2 separate regions of the Mus musculus genome follow, and region 1 is linked to region 2. The links are chromatin contacts, called in public promoter capture Hi-C maps. All regions are on one chromosome and are shown on one strand. The core of a region is the stretch at or near the end of the contact, and the rest is flanking DNA. Distances in the headings are between cores, read along the strand shown.

The links. Promoter capture Hi-C pulls out the DNA fragments that hold promoters and counts their contacts.
Region 1: a contact with region 2 is called in a promoter capture Hi-C map of stem cell-derived epiblast-like cells, with 3 times the contacts expected there. The contact joins the promoter of 1810008I18Rik here to the promoter of Tarsl2 in region 2. A contact is called at or near these places in 2 of 39 promoter capture datasets (liver and stem cell-derived epiblast-like cells) and 1 of 115 datasets of contacts at active chromatin or transcription factors (pancreatic cancer cells).

Annotation. Positions count from the first base shown.
Region 1 is chr7:65,801,764-65,806,736 of GRCm38.p6, reverse strand. 1810008I18Rik (RIKEN cDNA 1810008I18 gene) reads right to left here and starts at 3,700. Exons shown (of 3, transcript NR_167723.1): 1 at 3,588-3,700; 2 at 2,405-2,711; 3 at 504-923. Gm51485 (a long non-coding RNA gene) reads left to right here and starts at 4,387. Exons shown (of 3, transcript XR_003946789.1): 1 at 4,387-4,582.
Region 2 is chr7:65,642,068-65,647,554 of GRCm38.p6, reverse strand. It overlaps Tarsl2 (threonyl-tRNA synthetase-like 2), which reads right to left and starts at 2,657. Exons shown (of 19, transcript NM_172310.2): 1 at 2,341-2,657; 2 at 1,234-1,302; 3 at 1-77. The coding sequence starts at 2,610.

The sequences.
Region 1 (4,973 bases), core at 2,451-4,950, 160 kb before region 2:
TGAGCCCTTGGCAAGAGGAGTATATGCTCTTAACTGCTAAGCCACCTCTCCAGCTCTAATGATTTTAGGTTTTTGTTTTGTATATGGGTGTTTTGTCTGTGCACCATGTGCCTTCCTGCTACTCAGACAGTCCAGAAGAAGGGGTTCGCTCCCCTGGGACTGGAGTTACAGACAGCTATTAATTGTCCTGTGGTTTTGGGAATTAAATTCAGGCATGTGAAGAGCAGCAAATAGTCTTAACCAATGAGAAATCTCTCTCCAGCTCCCTCTCACTCCATTTTTTTTTTGAGAAAATATTTCACTATGTAGCTCTAGCTGACCTAAAACTCCCTATGTAGACCAAGCTGGCTTCAAACTCACAAAGATCCACCCGTCTCTGCCTCTTGAGGGTTGGGATTAAGGGTGTGTACCACCTGGCTCAGCTTAATTAAAATTTTGATTTAAATCATCCTGTTTAATTTCTAAGCTTCTATCTTTACCGTGTGATTCCTTTTTGACAGCAATTATTTATTTATTTATTTATTTATTTATTTCCTTTTCATTATAGGCCTCAGACCTTCATTCCTCTGAAGACACTGGTTAATATTTTGAGGAATTATCTTCTGCTTTCTGAAATATTTATTTTCCCTATGAGGTTGGTTGTTCTCCTACTTCTTTCTCGTATTTCTGGTCTTTTTTATGTGTCCAGTGGGTCTCCATCCTTCTTTTGTTTTTGAGAGTGGAGCGCCAGGGTGACTGTGCTGGGTGCCTGGTGCATAGTGTGCCTGTTTGTAGAAGGTCTGCATCCCCACAAGGCAGCTCTCTGGATCAGATAGTGTCAAGGACTGGGCCTGTAGATTGTCATACACAAACATCAGAAGGGGCTAAGCTTCTGCAGTAGTCCCAAGCATAACAGGCGGGAAGTCAAAGGAGAGGCAGTCCATCTGTGAGAAGGAGAATAGCAACCGATACAGGAACTAATCAGAAATGTAAATTCTTATCTTCACTCTAGCATCTAGAGCAGAGGTTCTCAACCTTCCTAATGCTATGACCCTTTAATATAGTTCCTCATGTTGTTTTGACCCCCCCCCCATCACAAAATTATTTTGTTGCTACTTCGCAGCTATAATCGTGCTACAGTTATGAATTGTAATGTAAATACCTGATGTGCAGGATATCTGATATATGACCCTCAGAAGGGTCACGACCCACGAGGTAAGAACCACTGGTCTGGATCCCTCTGTATCAACAAGCTCAGGTGAGGCCCATCTACCCCACGTTTCAACGCCCTCCAGAGCGCTATGGGTGATGCTGAGGTGGGCTTTGATCATTACCCCATTATATAAAATCCACTCATACTGAAAGACTAGTTAGTTCTTGGAAAGCAGGTCCAGTGTCTCTTAGAGTGTCTGAGGGTGGGGTGGAGGCCACGGCTGGCTGTTACCATCCCGTGTCTGGGTAGCCAAGGGTAAATGACTGAGCAGAGCCCCAAACAGACTTCTACTTAGTCCTGCTCTTAAGTACTTCCCCTCTGCCCCACCAGTCGGTTTGCCTGTGGCCCCAGGTTCTGAGGGATGAGGCGCTATCCCTGAGCTTCCCTCTGACATGCGCAGAGCTGCATCGCTCTGACATGCGCAGAGCTGCAGGCACTGACCCCTCTTCAGCCCCTACATGTCCATTTGACTTCTGGCTGGCAATCCTGCTTTCAAACGTCCCAACAACTAATGACTCTGTCTCTGGGCCACAGGGTGGCCTGGGGACTGACTCATGCTCTCCCTCAGCATTCCCTCCTGGTTAGTTTCAGCAGTAGCTAGCTCATTGGTTGAGGCAGTACTGTGCAGGCACGTTGTATCACTCACGAAGTCCAAGTTGTCGATCTTAACAATTCTGAAGTCAGAACTACTATTTCCTCCATGTAGAAAGGAGGAAAGTGAGAATGCAGAGATGCCATGCATCTGGGGACTCACGACTTCCCATGAGACTCTAGTGCTACATCAGGCTCCTCCAACAGGAAGTGTCCCGAGGGTCCACCCTGGTGCCCTACCAGGAATTATAGTATTGGAATCACCCCTTTATTTTGTTTTTTAAGTACTAAAAGGTCTTTAAAATATTAAGGATGGAATTCATTCGATGCTAAGATCTGCATGGTAGTCTTTGGGGTAAGTGGAAGTGACTTTAAATTAGTTTATTCTTCAGGTGATCTCACTAGCTCTTCAGAAATGCAAGGTTGTCTTGGAGTCTCATAAATTAGAGCTAGACTTCTTTGACCCAAGCAGGAAAAAGGTCACCCTCGTCCTTCTACCCCCCCCCCCCCCCCCCGCTCCTTCCATGGAGTGGAAAGGAAAGGAGAGAAAGAACCTAGCTCTTAAGACAAGGCTTCAGTGGCACAGCCATCCCATGCCTTACCTGGGAAGGAGGAACTAACCTGCCTGGGTGCGGATCCCTAACGATGCAAAATCTAAGGCCCGAGGAAGTTTCCACAGCTGTGCCCAGGTAGAAGCAGACTATCCCGAAGCCTGTGGTTACCACAAATACTGGATGGAGACAGACCCAACTCAGCACAGCTCAGCTGCTCTTCTTGGCGCACCAAGGTGAGCCCCTCTGCCGCATCCTGGGGAGAGACTGCCAAGCTCAATAGCCACCTGCTTCCCAGGAGGTCACACATGAGCCTTGCAGGATACTCTGGGCCCCAGGATGTCCCAGGGTGTTTTGACTGGCGGTGAATGAGACAGCTGTTTACAGAGGGAGGGAGAAGAGAGGAAGGGAGAGAGGAAGGGGTGGGCATTTTACACAATTTAATAACCAGAGGAACAACAGCAGTTACAGAAAATTTAGCCAAAATGTCATTCAGGGACGGGAAAGAGCAATTACTTAAATATTTAAAACAGACACCCCAGGAGTGGCCATGGGGGCCGTTCTTTGTTAATATTTAACCGGAGCCGGGCAGCCACCGAGAATACAACTGTTTACAGGAGATATGAACTAACACCCACTATTTGCTGAAAGCTATGGGGAGACTGTAGCTCTTGAACAGCTGATGATGTTCCTAAATCCCAGCCGCTCCAGTAGGGCCCCCCCCACATCACCACCATGAGGCCACAGGGGTGGGGAGGCCACAGCTGTCCCCAGAGCCCTGTGAAAACTGTAAACAGGCAGGCAGGGGTCAGCTGTCTTGCTCCAGACTCACAGTTTTCAGGAAGCCCAGCCCTGCAGCTGGGCCTGGGAGGTGGCTGCTGGCAAGATCATCAGCCCTCACTCCTGCAGACCCTGGCCAGGCTATCCTGGCCTCATCCACCCTCCTGGGCAGACACCATGCATGAAGCCAGGTGCTGATGAGCAGAGGAACTGGATCCCAAACTGGCTTGCTATGTCCCTCAATTCACACCGGGGCCTCCTGGGACACCAGACTGGGCTGTCTATAATTAATAAGCTAGCCTGTTTGCAGGGTTGGTAGATAGATAGGCCCTTTGTTCATTACAGCATCTACCTCCATGAGCTTGGCTTTTACCTACAACTGCCTCAAGTCTCATGGCTACCCTGCTGCTATGACAACCACTTCCCAACTTACTTGGGCACATTAGTTAAAACCCCACACAGATCCAACTTACTCCTCGGCTGCACTCTACCAGAAAGCCCAGCTCAAGCCCAAGGGAAAAAAACGTCACCTTTGAGTTCGTAGGCTGTTTCCAAGGTGCCACAGTTGAGACCACGTGTGCCTTTCAGAAGCCTGTGCCCCGTTGCATCATCTAATATGTTTGTTACAAAGTTGCCCAACCCTAGACCCACAACCCTGGCCTCCTCCCCGCATGCCACTGCCAACTGGTAAAAACCACAGATGGCCCTGACCTATTGAGCCCTTCTAATTGTTTGCACACCTGGTCAAGAGAAGAGAAAGATGGAGCAGGGAGGCGCGCTCTGGAAAAGCTAGAGAAGAACTGGGGCCTGCACAACAATATCTGTTAAAATAAAATAAAATCTAGTATATAAGAGCTAAAGTTTGGGTAGATATTTAGTACGTGATTTCACACACACACACACACACACACACACACACACACACACACACACACACATTCATTCCTTCTCAGGACAGTTGGCACACGCTGTCTAGAGTACTAAAACCATAGTCATTAAACTTTTTCTGTTCACTGAGTAGCTCTGGATACTAGAAATCTGAAGGAACGTTGAAGAGATTATGACTAAGGAACATGAAATGATCGGCTAAGGTTCTAGTTTAGCTAAATGCTGGCCAATGGGATCTAGAGACATCCACGGCCACTGAGTCATCAATTAGTCATGTGAACTTTTTTTTTTTTTTATTTTGATTGTTGCTACGGTTTCAACACAACTTCCTCTACCTCCCAACTCAGGTTGGAATTTTGTCCCCATTGTGAAGTAAGTGTTAGAGGGCAGACACAGTGTAGCCAGCAGTGAGGCCTTCACTGGACTGAAGCATGCATGGCCCTTGCCTTTTGGGGGGAGATCCCTTGCTGCTTGGGACTCTGCCAGCAGAAAGCCACCACTCAATACAGTCTCTCGTCCTTGGGTCTTTGCGACAGTGAACTGAAGAAGTCCTCTTTTCTTTTGAACTCACCAAGGCAAGGTGTTGTGTTTTCTTAGTAGGCAAACGTTTCTAGCTTCAGAGTAGTACTGTAACATGGTGGGGGGGGGGGGGCGTCTCTTTCTTGAAGCCATTCAGTAGTCAGTTACAGACAGGCCACTTTGAATCCTCTTATCATGTTCCCTCCTGGATGGTAACCAGACTGCTTTGCAGTTAGGAGACCTGGTGGACATAGCCAGGGGTGTCCTTGCTTTGCTGTTTAAGGGTTGTATCCTTCCCTGGCTAAAAGCTTATTCAATCCTAGCAGGCATGCCCCTGCACAGTGCTTGGCTTGTCTGTCATGGCTTGCTCATTTAACACACAGCCTACCCTGGTGCTCCTTCTGCTGTCCCCTCTTCAGCACCCTGATGGGCTCAGTTGTCCTAGAATTGGA
Region 2 (5,487 bases), core at 1,408-3,907:
GCAGGTAACAGTTGATGATCTGTCTTCAATGTTTCAAAAAGCTGCAATCTCTCTTTTATAAAATTCGGTTGCTTCACCTGAAAGTCATTAGCATACCGTTAAGGACTCAGCCCACGGAGCTATTGGCTCAGCGGGTCCTACTTCACCTCTCCGCATGCTCCCCCTCTCTTGATGTCCCCTCCAGCAGCCCTTCCCCTCTTACCTAGTGTCTCTGAATACTACACTCATGGACGTATCCCTCTCCCACCACTGACTGTATATTTATGCAATATTATATATACAGTGTAGCACTTCTTAATAGACAACCCTTGGTATCCCGAGAACTGGATTCCTAGAGCCCCGTGGATGCTCAGGTCCTTAATAAAGTCACACAGTTTTAGCACATCTTCTCACATCCTCCCATATGCTTTAAGTCATCTCTAGATTAATAAAAAGCAAAATGCAATGCTCGGAAAATAGCTGTTATACTGTACTGTTTGGGGGGAATGATGATCAAAAAAGTCAGTCAGTACAGGGCATTTTTCCCCAAGTGTTTTCAGATTTTAAAATCCACAAGTGAAGAACATGTATGTGCACATTGGGGGCTGCCTGTGCCATATCTCAGTCTACCTCTACTTGTTTGTCCTTAGTCTGTCTGACCTCTATAGCCAGAGTAGTACCTTTGAGGCTAGGTACTCCTCCTTTGGGCCTAACAAGTGCTGGGTCTCTATAAACCCTTGCTGGTAGAAGCAGGAAATATGACGTCAGAACTCTATTATTTCACCTTTAAAAAACGTGGAGAAAGTGGGTGGTGGTGGCCCACCCTTTAATCCCAGCCCTTGGGAGGCAAAGGCAGGTAGATCTCTGTGACTCTGAGGCCATCCTGGTTGACAGAGAGAGTGTCAGGACAGCCAAAGCCTTGCTACACCATGTAACATTGCATAGATACACTGTAAATAGTGGGAGAGAGAAATGTCCATGGGTATAGTATTCAAAGACCTTAGGTAAGAGGGACAGAGAAGGCCTGTTTCAAGAAAAAACAAAAAACAAACAAACAAAAAAAGAAAAAACTAAAACAAAAGAAAGAGAAAAGAAAGAAGGAAAAGAGTAGAGAGCCCTTGAGCCAGTGGCTAACTTGACTCTAAGAGGTTACTGGTGTGGTCCAGACAATTTCACCAGTAACTATGTCCTTACCCTACGTCCCGCAGACCCAGGATTACTAGTGAACATTCCATTTCTACAGCAGCGACTTACCTCCCGGCCAGGCTCACTCTGCTTCAGCCTCTTCTTCTTTGTGTCCTTCTCTTGGTTTTGGGTAGGAGGCTGAAAGATAATGGGAGGCAAGAGCAGTACATGAGAAACCCGGGGAAGGAGGAAACCCAGAGAGCTCACGGCAGGGCCCATGGTTGGAGAGTCCCGGCTGGGCTGTGGGAACCAGGATCTACTTATAACCCTCAGGGATCTGGTTTCAGAGTTCAGCCCTATCTGTCCGAGCACATTAAAACTGGGGGTGTAGCTCAGTAATAGAGCACTGCCCAGTATTCACAAGGCCATGGGTCCCATAGCCTGCAACACACACAGTCTCTGTGTCTCTCTGTCACTCTTCCCTAAACTTTAAACAAATAATGTCACTGGAAATTGTGGCTGCCACCAGACTCTTATTCATTGCACTATTTCATTAGATGTTGCCAGAGCAAAAACAAAACAAACAAACAAAACAAAAACCAAAAACCCCTCAGTTTTAGAAAGCCTTTAGAACTTAGAAAAAAAATTCTTCTAATTTGTTACTTAATAATCTTCTAAAACATGAAAATACTGTAATCAAATACTTCTGTTAAATATACAGATCACATATAGGCCTCAAAGCAAACCACCAAAATAAGACAGTAAAAATAACCTGTCTTCAGATAGCACAGAACCAGCCAGCAGAGAGAATAGAAACTGTTAGGTCCTCTTCTCCAAGGATACTGTGACTCTTAAACACTGAAGCGGCCTTTTAAAAAGTTTTTATTTGAGACAGCGTCTTCTCATATTGCCCTGGCCGACCTGATTCTCAATATTTACTCCAGGCGGGCCTTAAATTCTCAGCCATCCTCCTGCCTCAGCCTCCAGAGTTCTGGATTAGAGGCATGCACCTCAGTTTGATCTGCTACTGGAGGGAAAAAATGTTGTTTGCAGTCTGTCCAATGAAGAGCTGAGAAATTATACCAGCTGGTCAGTTAGGAGGTTGGTGGAAACCTAGCGGTTCCCCAGGCCGTGGGCAGTGGGCAGGGCGCGGGCGGGGACACACCCTGCAGCCCTGTCCGCACCCGGGTGCAGAATTGGAACCCGCTGAGTGCGTACTCCTGGGCCGCCGGTTACCTCGTGCGCCGCCGCTCGCCCGGCCTCGGTGCGGCGCTGCTCCGCCAGGCGCAGCCGCAGGCCACACAGGCGCTGGTGCAGGTCGCGGTTCTCCGCCTGGAGCTGTGCCACCTCGCGTGTCAGGCGCGGGCCCTCGGCTTGGCCCCGCTCGGGCCCGCGCAGCTGCTCGTCCCTCAGGCGCTGCACCTCCGCGCACAGCCAGCGGATGTCCTCCTCCTGCCGCTGCAGGCGCGAGGCCACCGCCTGAGCCGCCAGGGCCTGGGCCGCCATGGTAGCTTCCCTGTGCCACCTGAGCCCGCCAGCCCAGCCAGAGTGACAAGGAGACGGGGCGGGGCGGAGCTGAAGGACTTCGGGAGGCGGGGTGAAGTGGGGGTGCATCACTATATGGGGCGGGGCGATGGAGGAAGAGGGGCGGGGCTGGAGCTGGGTATCCCTGCATGGGGCGGAGCGATGCACGGGCAAGAGGCGGGGCCATATCGGGGCAACTGTGCAGAGGCCAGGCGATGGGCAAAGAAGAGGGGCGGGCTATAGGATAATGAAGGGCGGGGCAGGAGTGATGGGAGGGGCAAGGGTAGGCATCATTTCAGAGGAGAAGCGATGAGACAGCGCGGCATCATCGCTGGGGAAGATGAGACGGCTGAGCAATGCTTCATAAAACAAGGAAAATGGGCAGGGGAGTGTGGCAGGGAGCACGGGCAGGAACACGGCCAATGTTGGGTGCACTGCAGGATTGAGAACTACGCTCTGGACCTAGGCAGCAGGAGTGGGACCACCGGATGGGCATCTTTAGCGTTTGGAGGCATGTCCAGGTGCTACTGGAAGTGTGTTCAGTCTAATGAAACTGGAGTTTGAGATATTGAAGCCCAGAGGAGGTGCGTCTCTTGACCAGATTGTCCAAACCGTTAGCAAAGCCTGATGGATTTCTTTCATTCCCCTCTTAAATTCTTGCAGTCACCACACTGTGCAAACAGGTTCTGAAAAGCGGCCATTGAAAATAGACCTTCATGCCAAGGCTGTGCAAATACAGTGGCACTTGGCAAGGACACACAGAAGAGCACTACAAAAACTTCAGCCTGGCCAGCACAACATTGTTCACTATTTGAGTCTAGAGCAAATGCTGTTTATAACTGTCTTAAGATTATTTTAAGTAGAAACATTTGTGCTATCGGACTTTGGAAACAGTGGTCCGCAAAGAATTAAGCTCTCATCCTGGAGCAGGAAAGGGCTGAAGCCCTGCTGCCCCCTGGGGGAGGAGTTGCCCTAGGAATTGCTGGACAGACTGGAACTAAGCCGATGATGGAGCCACACCTCCACCACTGGCCTCTACTTAAACTTAAACCTCATATTAGCACCCCAATGACGGGCTTGGGGTAGGTGGCTGAACCCCTGTAGCTGTTCATCTTCCCACTGTAACCACAATGAATAAATCTCCTTTCTCTGCTTTTTATTGTTAACTGTCATTTTAATTGGCATGTTTCAGAGGGTTAGCTGAGCTTATGTCGTTGAAACTTCCAGAAGCCAGGCTTTGACTCTAAAGACTCCAGTAATAAGTTCACACATGACTTTGTTTCTCTTATAACCATGAGCAAGAAGCTTCCTGTGGCAAGAACAAAAGTTGGCTTTTACTGTTCTTAAGTTCCTAGAATGTGCCAAGACATGAACGAAGCGATTTGGAAATAGTCACTTCTTAAATCTTCATTAAAAGAGATGATACCATTATACCCATGTATAATGCAGAAACTAAGGCACAGAGGGTAGCATTTAGTCAAACATGTCTCATGATGTAATCTAGGTAATGGAGGCAATAAGAGTTCCAAAATAGGGTTTATCTTGGGGTGGGATAGTTCAAGGGTGAGAAATTACTCTGAGAAATGGAGTCTGGGTAATGTGAGCAAGGTGGACAGACAGGTGGATAAATGTAACTCTGGGGAATAGGTGGAAGGAGCTGAGGAGTTAATCAGATTCACAGATCACTCCCAGCAAGAGATGCCATTGTCTTCCATGTGGAAATTGAAGACCTCTTCTGTGGGAAGAAGAGGCACAGCTGGGTGCAGTGGTGTACATCTGTACAGCACTCCTGGAGGTGGAAGCAGTGGTAGTGGTGGATGGGGGTAGCCATCAGCTTAAAGCTAGTCTGGGCTACATAGCAAGATAAAAAAAAAACTAGAAAGAAAGCAGAAGGGAAGAAGAAAGGGGAAGAGAGAAACAGAGAGGCTAGGATAGCTCAGTGGTGAAGTGCTTACCTTACAAGCATGAGGACCAGAAAGTGATATCCAGCACTGATGGATAGACACAGGTGTATCCCTGGGGGCTTGCTGGCCAGCCAGCTTATCCTAAACGAAGAGTCCAGGTTTTAGTGAAAGGCTTTATTACAAGGTAGTGGGTTCCTGGGGAATAATACTCCAGGCTGTCCTTTGACCTCCCCATGCAAATGCACACATAGGAAGATGCATCTGCACACTCACAGGCAGGCACAACACACATCTGCACACATGCACACACACGTACACACACTTGCACACATACATGCATACACACATGCACACACAACACATATCTGCACACATGCACACACATGCACACACACATGAACACACACATACACATGTACATACACATGCACACACAACACACATCTGCACACATGCACACACACCATAGTGCCACAAGAGGGAGCAGAGGTACAGAATTTTAAATGAGAAGAATAAAATACTACAAACGTTAGGAGCGCATGAATCTGAGAACATATAAGAACTAACATTTACAATGATAAAAACAAAAGAATGAAAGCTATCGATTAAAAACTCTAGAAAAGGGCCGGCAAGATAAACCAATGACAATATCAAAGAAAACTGCATGTAGTTTTCCCCCAATATCCACAGGTAATTGGTTAATGGGAAAGAGTTATTTCCCAAAGATATCCCATAAGTGCTTCAGTCCTTTACATAACATGTCCAAATTCTTGCATTTAACTTGGCTGCACCATCCTGTCTTCCTTACATCATCTCTAATGATGTACAGTGTAGATGCTGTGTCCACTGTAATGATGTGTAGGAAGGAGTGGGAAGAGAAGACTACATGCTGTATAGCTGTGATTCTTCCTAAATACTTTCAGTCTATGGTCCATTGAACCTACAGAAACAGAAT